Regions from separate parts of the Sus scrofa genome. Here region 1 is linked to region 2. The links are chromatin contacts, called in public promoter capture Hi-C maps. All regions are on one chromosome and are shown on one strand. Each heading gives the region's core, a stretch centred on a gene start, on an enhancer-like site or on the middle of the called end of the contact. The rest is flanking DNA. Distances are from core to core; before and after follow the strand shown.

Region 1 (4,638 bases), core at 975-3,474, 96 kb before region 2:
GCCGGCAGCTACAGCTCCAATTCAACCCCAAGCCTGGAAACCTCCATTATTCTACAGGTGTGGCCCTAAAAAGACAAAATAATAATAGTAATAATAATAAATAAAACAAACAGAGAAGCAATTAAGGAGTAATTCCATTAAAAGCAATAATAGAATAGATCTAAAGCCTTAAAAATAATAAGTTTAAGTGAGAATTATATTAGTCATTGAACTCCAATAAAACCCCAGTAGAATACAAGAAATGGCATTGTTTTCTCTTTCTAAGCTCTAGAAGGAGTTTAGGATTTGCATTTTAGAGTACTCACCTGTTAATCAACATCACTTTATATATACCAGAAGACTTTTAAATAATTGTGATAATTCCTGAGAAAAGGTATCCAAATTCCTTATGCCAATTCTTTTTAGTAATTATATTGTGAGACAACATGCTCTAAACAGAATATTACTGCCTATATGCATGTACATTTGAACCTCTTGTTAGCTGACTTACATTACAGACCTCATCTGAGGCACAGAATAACTCCATCAGTTAGGCAGGATAGTTAGAGAGGCGCAGAAAAGAAAGATGCCTCACCTAAGGCGAAAAGGTCAACCTAGCTAGAATTCAAATACAGGGCATATGCCTTCTGATAGCCTGCTGACTCTCTAACCTGCAGGATGAACCAGACAACAGGCAAGCAGATCTAAAACTCTTAATTCTGGAAGGCTTTTTTTTTTCCTTTATAGTAAACTCTTAGCGAAAACTCTAGTAACACAAAACACTTAAAAACAGAACAGCTTTGTCTGAAATAAGGTAAAGTGCCAAAGGCTGCTCACTCTGACTTTTTATCATCCCACCAGTAATTCTAAAAGCCACCATTTAGCCCAGTCTCCTCAGACTACAGGCAACAGACAGCCCAGTGACATCATTCCCCAAGGACTTATGGACAGTGTGTGACCAAAGTGAAAATATACCTTACATCTCCAAAATTCCAATCAGGTGCATATATCTTTCTCCTCCTTTCTCACACCCTACCCAGCTCAGTCCCTAACAAGTCAGATAAAACAGTGCTAAAAAGAAAGGAAGCACAAGTGCAGTTTTGTTTAAAAAAAAAAAAAAAGTACAAAAATGGGAAGGGAGGTGGAATAATCTCAAAAAGAAAAATAAAACCTTCAAGTCTGGGGCACTTTATGTGATTCTCAAGGGCAGTAAGCCCTTTATTAGCATCCCCTAATGTCAGCTATAACTCATGAACATGTGTCATACTTGTGTGCTGGCTCTTGAGAGGTAAACAGAGTTATCTTATGCTAACCGTGAACTTAGAGAGCAACACTATCCTGAAGCCAGTGTAGTGCACTCAAATATGTCTGAGGAATAAATGAATACAAAAGAGCCAGAATAGTTGAAAATGGAAGCAGTTGAGCCTAGAACCAGAATTATTTATTTGAGTTCATTTCAACTGTGAACCCCAAACACAGACTCTCTCCTTTAATAAAAAGGTTAGAGAGTTCTCTAGTGGTTCAGTGGGTTAAGGATCTAGTGTTGTCACTGCAGGGGCTTGGGTCACTGCTGTGGCACAGGTTTGATCTCTGGCCTAGGAACTTCTATATGCTGCAGGTACAGCCACCAAAAAAAAAAAAAAAAAAAGAAAGAAAGAAAGAAAGAAAGAAAAATGCATTTGGTTGTAGTTCCCGTTGTGGCAAGCAGAAACCAATCCAACTAGTAACCATGAGGTTGCAGGTTCAACCCCTGGCCTCGCTCAGTGGGTTCAGGATACAGCGTTGCCATGAGCTATAGGTTGCAGACACAGCTCGGGTCCAGTGTTGCTGTGGCTGTGGCACAGGCCAGAGGCTACAGCTCTGATTCAACCCCTAGCATGGGAACCTCCATATACCTCAGGTGCGGCCCTAAAAAGAGGGGGAAAAAAAGGGTTGTAAAGGAGTTCCCACTGTGGCTCAGCAGAAACAAAGCTGACTAGTATCCATGAGGATGCAGGTTTGATCCCTGGCTCCATCCAGTGGGTTAAGGATCTGGCATTGCTATAGCTGTGATGCAGGCCAACAGCTGCAGTTCCAATTTGACCCCTAGCCTGGGAACTTTCATATGCTGCGGGTGCAGCCCTAAAAAGAAAAAGGAAAAAAAGAAGTTATAGAGGTTCTCTTGCGGTGCAGTGGGTTAAGGATCTGGTGTGGTCACTGCAGCAGGCAGAGTCACTGCTTTGGCATGGGTTTGATTCCTGGCCTGGGAACTTCCACATGCCACAGGCACGGCCAAAAAAAGAAAAGGTTTTAAAGATTAATCGTTCACAGGCCAGGGTAATAACATCAGTTGGTTATCAGGCCAAAGAAAACAACGATGATAAGCCAAAAAATGATGTCATTCCTATTTAACACTCAGTCACCTTTAAATGTATGCTTTGAAACCAAGTTTCTCAAAAATCTCAAAACATCAACTTCCTTCTGAGAAGCATCTGCTTTAAAAAAACGTGGTAATCACAGACATCTGAAAGGGAGCCAAAAAGAGCCAGAAAGTGTGCCGGGGTTTCCAGCAAAGTATCCCTGTCCCTACCAGAATCCAAGAGCAAGATGGGTCAGATCTGATGCTGACACTTACATCTTCAGTCCAGTCTTCTGTCGTCCACTCTTCCACAGAATTCTTCCAGGCTCCTGTTGAGAACATCACAGTTTATACCACAATGGTCAAATATTGTCTTTTCCAAATGATTCTCCATTGTGTACTACACAAGATCTATCACATAACTGATTAACAATAAATTCAAAATTCAAGAAATGTTAGGCTCATAATCTACCTCAAGAAAGTCATGTTTTCTTTCTTTCTTTCTTTGCTTGTAGGGCCACACGCACATCATATGGAGGCTCCCAGACTAGGAGTTGAATCAGAGCTGTAACTACAGGCCTATACCACAGCCATAGCAATGCAGGATCTGAGCCATGTCAGTGACCTAAACCACAGCTCATGCCAACACCAGATCCTTAACCCACTGACTGAGGCCAGGAATTGAACCTGCATCCTCATGGATACTAGTCGGATTTTTTTCCATTGCACCACAACGGGAACTCCTCAGTCATGTTTTCAAACACAGCTTGGCTAAGTACTATCCACATAAACTCAAAAGGAATGTCTCAAATTGATTTTGTTTCAATGTACATAATATCCAAAGTATGAAAGTATGGTACAGCACAAATAAATACATTCAATAATGAGGTCCTTATGATATGTAACATTTAAAAGGGAACAAAATTCAATATAAGGCAGCTAGCTCTGCTTTGGGCCCTAATTTCAGATGGATTATGGAATTATCAAATCTAGAGAAACACCCTTTTTATATTTACTCCACTGTATGGTTTCCTAATAGATCTCTAGGAAAGCTGAGTATTAGTCCTATTCATATGAAGTCTGTTGTAACTCCTGATGAGCAGGTACAGAGGATGTGCTCAAACAGTTCTTACAGAACAATCATCTATACAAAACAATTACATGCTTTAAAAAATGCAAATTCATACCCAGATGAAATAGCTTTAAAAGGAAGCACACGATGATACTAACTATAACCACCACCAGGAAGTAGGGCTGTGAATGTTTTCAGTGCCTTCAACGGGAAGAAAAGAGCTGAGCATCTGACCTGAGGTTTGTGTGTGGAAAAAGGAGAGGTATACTCCTTAGGAAAAAGGCTGATGAAAAGATCTAACTTCCTTTGGTTTTTTTTTTTGTTTTTGTCTTTTTTATCTTTTCTAGGGCCGCTTCCTGCAGCCCTAGATGTAAGCTGTGGTGTAGGTCTCAGACAAGGCTCGGATCTGGCATTGCTGTGGCTGTGGCATAAGCTGGCGGCTACAGCTTCGATTAGACTCCTAGCCTGGGAGCCTCCATATGCCAAGGGTGCAGCCCTAAAAAGATAAAATAATAATAATAATAATAAAGATTTACAATTCAACGAAAAGCTGAGGCTTGACCTAAGCAGTTTTAGGAATGCTATAATCAAGAAATAGAAAGCAGGAGTTCCCGTCGTGGCGCAGTGGTTAACGAATCCGACTAGGAACCATGAGGTTGCGGGTTCGATCCCTGCCCTTGCTCAGTGGGTTAACGATCCGGCGTTGCCGTGGGCTGTGGTGTAGGTTGCAGACTCGGCTCGGATCCCACGTTGCTGTGGCTCTGGTGTAGGCCAGTGGCTACAGCTCCAATTGGACCCCTAGCCTGGGAATCTCCATATGCCGCGGGAGCGGCCCAAGACCAAGAAATAGCAAAAAATACCAAAAAATACCAAAAAAAAAAAAAAAAAAAGAAACAGAAAGCAATTTCATGGAATTCCCGTTGTGGATCACTAGAAACTAACCTGACTAGTATCCATGAGGATGCAGGTTTGATCCTTGGCCTCAATCAATGGATTAAGGATGTGGCATTGCTGCAAGCTGTGGCATGGGTCACAGCTGTAGCCTGGATTGGATCCCTGGCCTGGGAACTCCCATATGCCAGAGCTGAGGCCAAAAAAAAAAAAAAAAAAGGAGGGGGACTATTATTCCAAGGGAGATAAACAATGATGAGGCATTCAAAAAAACAATTTATATTAAAAGTAACCTAAAATTCAGGAGTTTCCATTGCGGCTCAGCAGGTTAAGGATCCAACACTGACTCCATTTCAGT
Region 2 (4,559 bases), core at 1,412-3,911:
CCACAACTCACGGCAATGCCTGATCCTTAACCCACTGATCGAGGCCAGGGATCAAACCTGCATCCTCATGGGTACTAAGATTCTTAACCCGCTGAGCCACAACAAGAATTCCCAAAATCTTTACAGTAAGTCATTAAAAAAAAAAAGGGCTGGGGAATCAACACTTCAATAATGGCTTCACTTCAGACTGCTTCAAACCTTCAAAACAGGTGTAAACTTTCTTTACATAGTTTATGCTTAAGTGAGTAGAGACAGCAACCAGTTCCCAGCAAAAAACAAGGGAGTCCTGAAATAAACCCATTCTCCTCCATGTTTCCCTACCATTTCTCCCTACACAGTACGAGTCACTCTGGCTAATACCAAGAGACACTCCTGGTGAGCACTGCACAGGCTACACCAGTTACCAGGAAAGGGAAGCAGAGGTGTTATTGTTGTTCCAGCCTGGTTCTAAAGGCAGCTCCATGTGACTAGTGCAGGCCCAGCCCACATTTAAAGAGAGAGGCAGAGTAAACCAGAGCAGCATGAAACAGGCAGGAGGGGCAATTACCACAACCCTTTCCCATGGCCTCATTCCCATGCCACCACTTCCAGTCATATTTCAATGATAACAAAAACCTCCTTTCTCTGAATCATATTCTGAATTATTGAAGGTCAGAAGCAATAAGGAAGCAAACGGACAAAAATCAGAGCTGTGGGAAACAAGTGGGCCAGGGTGCGGGGCCGGGGACATTGGGGTGGGGGGTGACTACTCAACATATATGTGAACTAGCCTTAAGGACGAAAAATCAGGAAGAACACACTGGAAGCAAGCCCAAGAGTAGTGTGGCGGAAACTAATCACGTCTGCCCTATGGTAAGACAAGGCTTCAGAGCAATGGGAGGATAGCCCTAACTTAGGGGCTCTACAGGCAGGTTAGAGATTCGGGTGCACTGGAAGACCATAACATCTCCAGAGAGTGGAATTTATCCCTTCCTGAGACAGACACCACCCCAAGAGAGTCACCCAATCCCCTCTGTAGGAGAGCTTAAGTATTAATATTCACCTTCCTTCCACTTCCATTAGACAAACTGACACTAAAAATTAAGAATGCACAATTTCTGGTGAAAAGCGAGGATTAGACTACTCACATATCCCTTGGTCTTAAAAGTACTATCATAATCGAAGCGAAAATATAAAATTACATTCACCCAAAAAATGAATTGTATGCCCTTTATCAGATAAAAGATGATCTCTGGACACCTTATGGAGACCTTCAAAACTCTCAATTATTCAGACGCACAAGAGCTGAAGAAAGTAAGCCTAAATACTAGTAGAGACATCTTGGATACAAGTAGAAACAATATCCAACAGAGGTGGAAGTAAACTACCGGATTATGTCAAACAGGAAATAACAGGAATGATGATGGAATCACGCAATCAACTCCCAGAGAGAACAAGGATGAGACCAGAGTGGTGAGAACAGTGGTGGCACGTGAGGTGCGAGGACAACTAATTAGACTGAAAACCCTGGGGGAAAAGTGGAAAGCCAAGTGAAAAGTGATTCAGCGGCAAAGAAAACTGAGATGCAATGCACCAATGGAAGAGTAACATTTTGAATAGTATTCTAAGAGTGCTTTAGTTTACAAAGCTCTTGCAAACCTACACTAAAGAACAACTGTGACACGGCCAGACTACAGGAACTGGGAACGTGGAGGAAAACTGAGTCCTAAGTGTCTGACACCAAAACCTTCCCGAATGAAGAGGAGAAGTGGAACTGCACTAGCCTCTGGGTAGCCGGGAAAGGCGAGAGAGCGCAGAAGTAAGGCTCTGAAATATCTAGTCCCAGGTCTAGCGACAGGCATGAAAACGGAAAAGTGGTCGGTCGGCGACAGCGTGGCGCGGGAGCTCCAGCGGACAGGCAAGGGAGGGACAACGGTGGGAGAGAAAACCACACCCTCCAGGGCAGAAACCCGACCGGGGGGAGGGGAAGGCGCCCCCTGGGGCTGGGTGGGGCCGGGACGACAAGCGTTGGGGTAGGCAGGAAGGAGCCCCGGACAACCCGCGGGAGAGAGGAAGGACTGCACCAGGCCTGGGCAAACTGAGGACGCGTGAAACCAGCGAGGGAAGCTCGGCCCGCTTTCACGGGTGGGCGCTGGGGCACTATGAAGAAGGTTGGAGAAAAGAAGAACAGAAGCCAGGACTACCGGGCGCAAGCTGCAGAGCTCAGGGACCTGGACCGGGGAAGGTGAGAGAAGGTGCCAATTACCGCTGCTGCTCTCGCTGGACTCGGGACCCGCTGCTGCTGCTGCCGCTGCCGCTGCCGCTTGCCGCTGCCGCTGCCGCCGCCGCCGCCGCCGCTCGTTACCTGCCAATGTGCCTCTTACAAAGCGGCGGCGGCGGCAGAGGCTGCTCGGCCCGTCACGTGACCTCTACGTCATGGGCGAAGGAGGAGCCACTACAAGTCGCTCGCCCGCGGCTCGTCATCAACCCGCCCACAGAGCGCGTCGCTCTCACTAACCAACCCCCCGTCATGCCCTCCAGACTGGGCCAGCATGGTTGAGGCAGGGGGAGGCACGCAGATGGAGCCAACAAGGGCGAGTTTACGCAGTTTCTCGTACTCGGAGTTGTTAGGGACGTGCTAGCTCCCGCCTCCAGGAAGCCCACAAGTGCAGCTCGTTGTCGCGCTGTGATGACCTCACAAGGCACCACAGGTCGCTGCCTTGCGGCCGCCTTCCTCTCATCACGTGAAGTGGTCCAACCACTCAAGAAGACCCTAGCCTGCCAAGCGTTGCGCCAGGGCACTACGATTCTCAACTTGCTGCACAGCAAAGCCATCTACCACCACATCCTTTCCCTCGTGGCTTCATGGATGGTGCGGCTGTGACTTCGGACCGAGGGAAGGCCGAGACGGAAAGCGGACAGGGCAGGCATCTGAGACTAATGCTAGTGAGCGGCCCCTGCTAGGCAGCTGAGCATGATTCCTGCTGGGAGATGTAGTCGCCGTGGGAGGTGGGGTTCGGCTACCACCTTCCCGAGCCGGCGCTCTGCCCCGCCCCCCTGCGCGGGAAAACACCAACGGCTCGCGGAGATATCCGTTGCACCCAGCTGGCTTCCCAGGGAACCTCCACCGGAGTGGGAAGGCCCCGAGGCTTACGTCCTACGAAACGTGGGCTCAAATTATGCAGTCCCAAGCCCCTTATGCGTGAAAAGACTAACATTTCTAGAAAGCCTACTCGTCAGCCGTTTATACAACCAGTTTTATTAAGTCGTAAAGTCAACCCTTTGAGGCTGGGATTGTCCCGGTTTTAAGCAAAGAGAAAGGATCAGGGAGGTTCAGTTGTTAACTGGCTGAGGAGACCCAAACCAGATTATCTGTCTCCTAATAATGAATAACCTGCCTCTCAAAATGACCTCACCTGTTAAGCATAAAGAAGGAGCTAATGGTTTATAATTGTAGCAGAGTATTTTAGAGTATGTTCTCAATTACTGGACGGTTGACCCTCAAAGGCAGTATCTAAGGACTTTGGAATCCAGCAGGCCTTACCTCGATTTGAGCTTTCCTTTGTGATAACACCGCTTCACCAGGTTGTGAAATAAGATTATGTAAAATACCAGATTGGCACAGAATAAACCCTCAATAAATATTAGCGATTATTTTCACACCCTGCATGTATCCTTGGGCACCATAGGTCCAAGATGAAAAGGGAATTAGCACATACTGATCTTTGTATGGGGCACTCTACGAGTTACTAACTTGCCAGGTACTAATAGACTTGTAGGTTAAAGTACTTGATGCAAAACACTTGAATCCTTAATAGCCTGCTCAGTTCAAGGGAAAACTTTGTTTTTCATCTGAATTGATCAAGAATGCTCAGGCTGTGCCTTTAACAAATAGAACTTATTATCATGACCATTCATGTGTAGATGTATCTTATCTCTCTTTTTACAGTGAGCTAGCGTTGTATATAGTCAGTTTAGTCTTCCTTCTTTTTGTATTTCTGCTGTATAGAAATGTGTGGGAGAGGAGTTCCCATCTTGGCACAGCAGAAACGAATCTGACTGGGAACCACGACGTTTCGGGTTCAATCTCCGGCCTCATTCAGTGGCCTAAAAATCCGGCATTGCCATGAGCTGTGGTGTAGGTCGAGGATGCGGTTCGGATCTGGTGTTGCTGTGGCTACAGGTCCAATTAGACCCCTAGCCTGAGAACCTCCATATGCCGTGGGTGCAGCCCTAAAAAGAAAGACCAAAAAAAGAAAAAAAGAAATGTGTGGGAGAGTCAAAGATAAAAACCATCCTTTGAGAGGCACAGACATAATGGAAAGAGCACAAGAAAACACTTCCAAAGGATCTATACGAACCTGCTAACAGCTGTTTTTGAGAAGTGGGAAAGAGGGTTTGTGATTGAGGGCGCAGTGAAAAGAAACTATAGTCTATAAGTTAACTATCTGCATGGAGGAGTTCCCATCGTGGCACAGGGTAAACAATCCAACTAGGAACCATAAGGTTGCAGGCTCTATCCCTGGCCTCGCTTAGTGGGTTAAGGATCTGGTGTTGCCATGAGCTGTGGTGTAGGTCGC

Evidence for each region. Promoter capture Hi-C pulls out the DNA fragments that hold promoters and counts their contacts.
Region 1: a promoter capture Hi-C map of liver shows a contact between it and region 2, with 2.1 times the contacts expected there. The contact joins the enhancer-like site here to the promoter of UBAP2 in region 2. A contact is called at or near these places in 1 of 5 promoter capture datasets (liver), 4 of 47 Hi-C or Micro-C datasets (embryonic fibroblasts, liver and skeletal muscle) and 2 of 2 datasets of contacts at active chromatin or transcription factors (alveolar macrophages and skeletal muscle).

What each region holds. Positions count from the first base shown.
Region 1 is chr10:32,848,892-32,853,529 of Sscrofa11.1, reverse strand. UBAP2 (ubiquitin-associated protein 2) reads right to left here. Exons shown (of 28, transcript XM_021064693.1): 9 at 2,594-2,646. Among named protein-coding and RNA genes, the nearest start is that of UBAP2, 96 kb to the right of the region's middle. Within about 2 kb of position 2,224, at least 4 of the 83 cell types and tissues checked have an H3K27ac peak or open chromatin away from gene starts, as enhancers often do. A contact at or near this core is called in liver, where this site is marked.
Region 2 is chr10:32,753,809-32,758,367 of Sscrofa11.1, reverse strand. UBAP2 (ubiquitin-associated protein 2) reads right to left here and starts at 2,661. Exons shown (of 28, transcript XM_021064693.1): 1 at 2,246-2,661.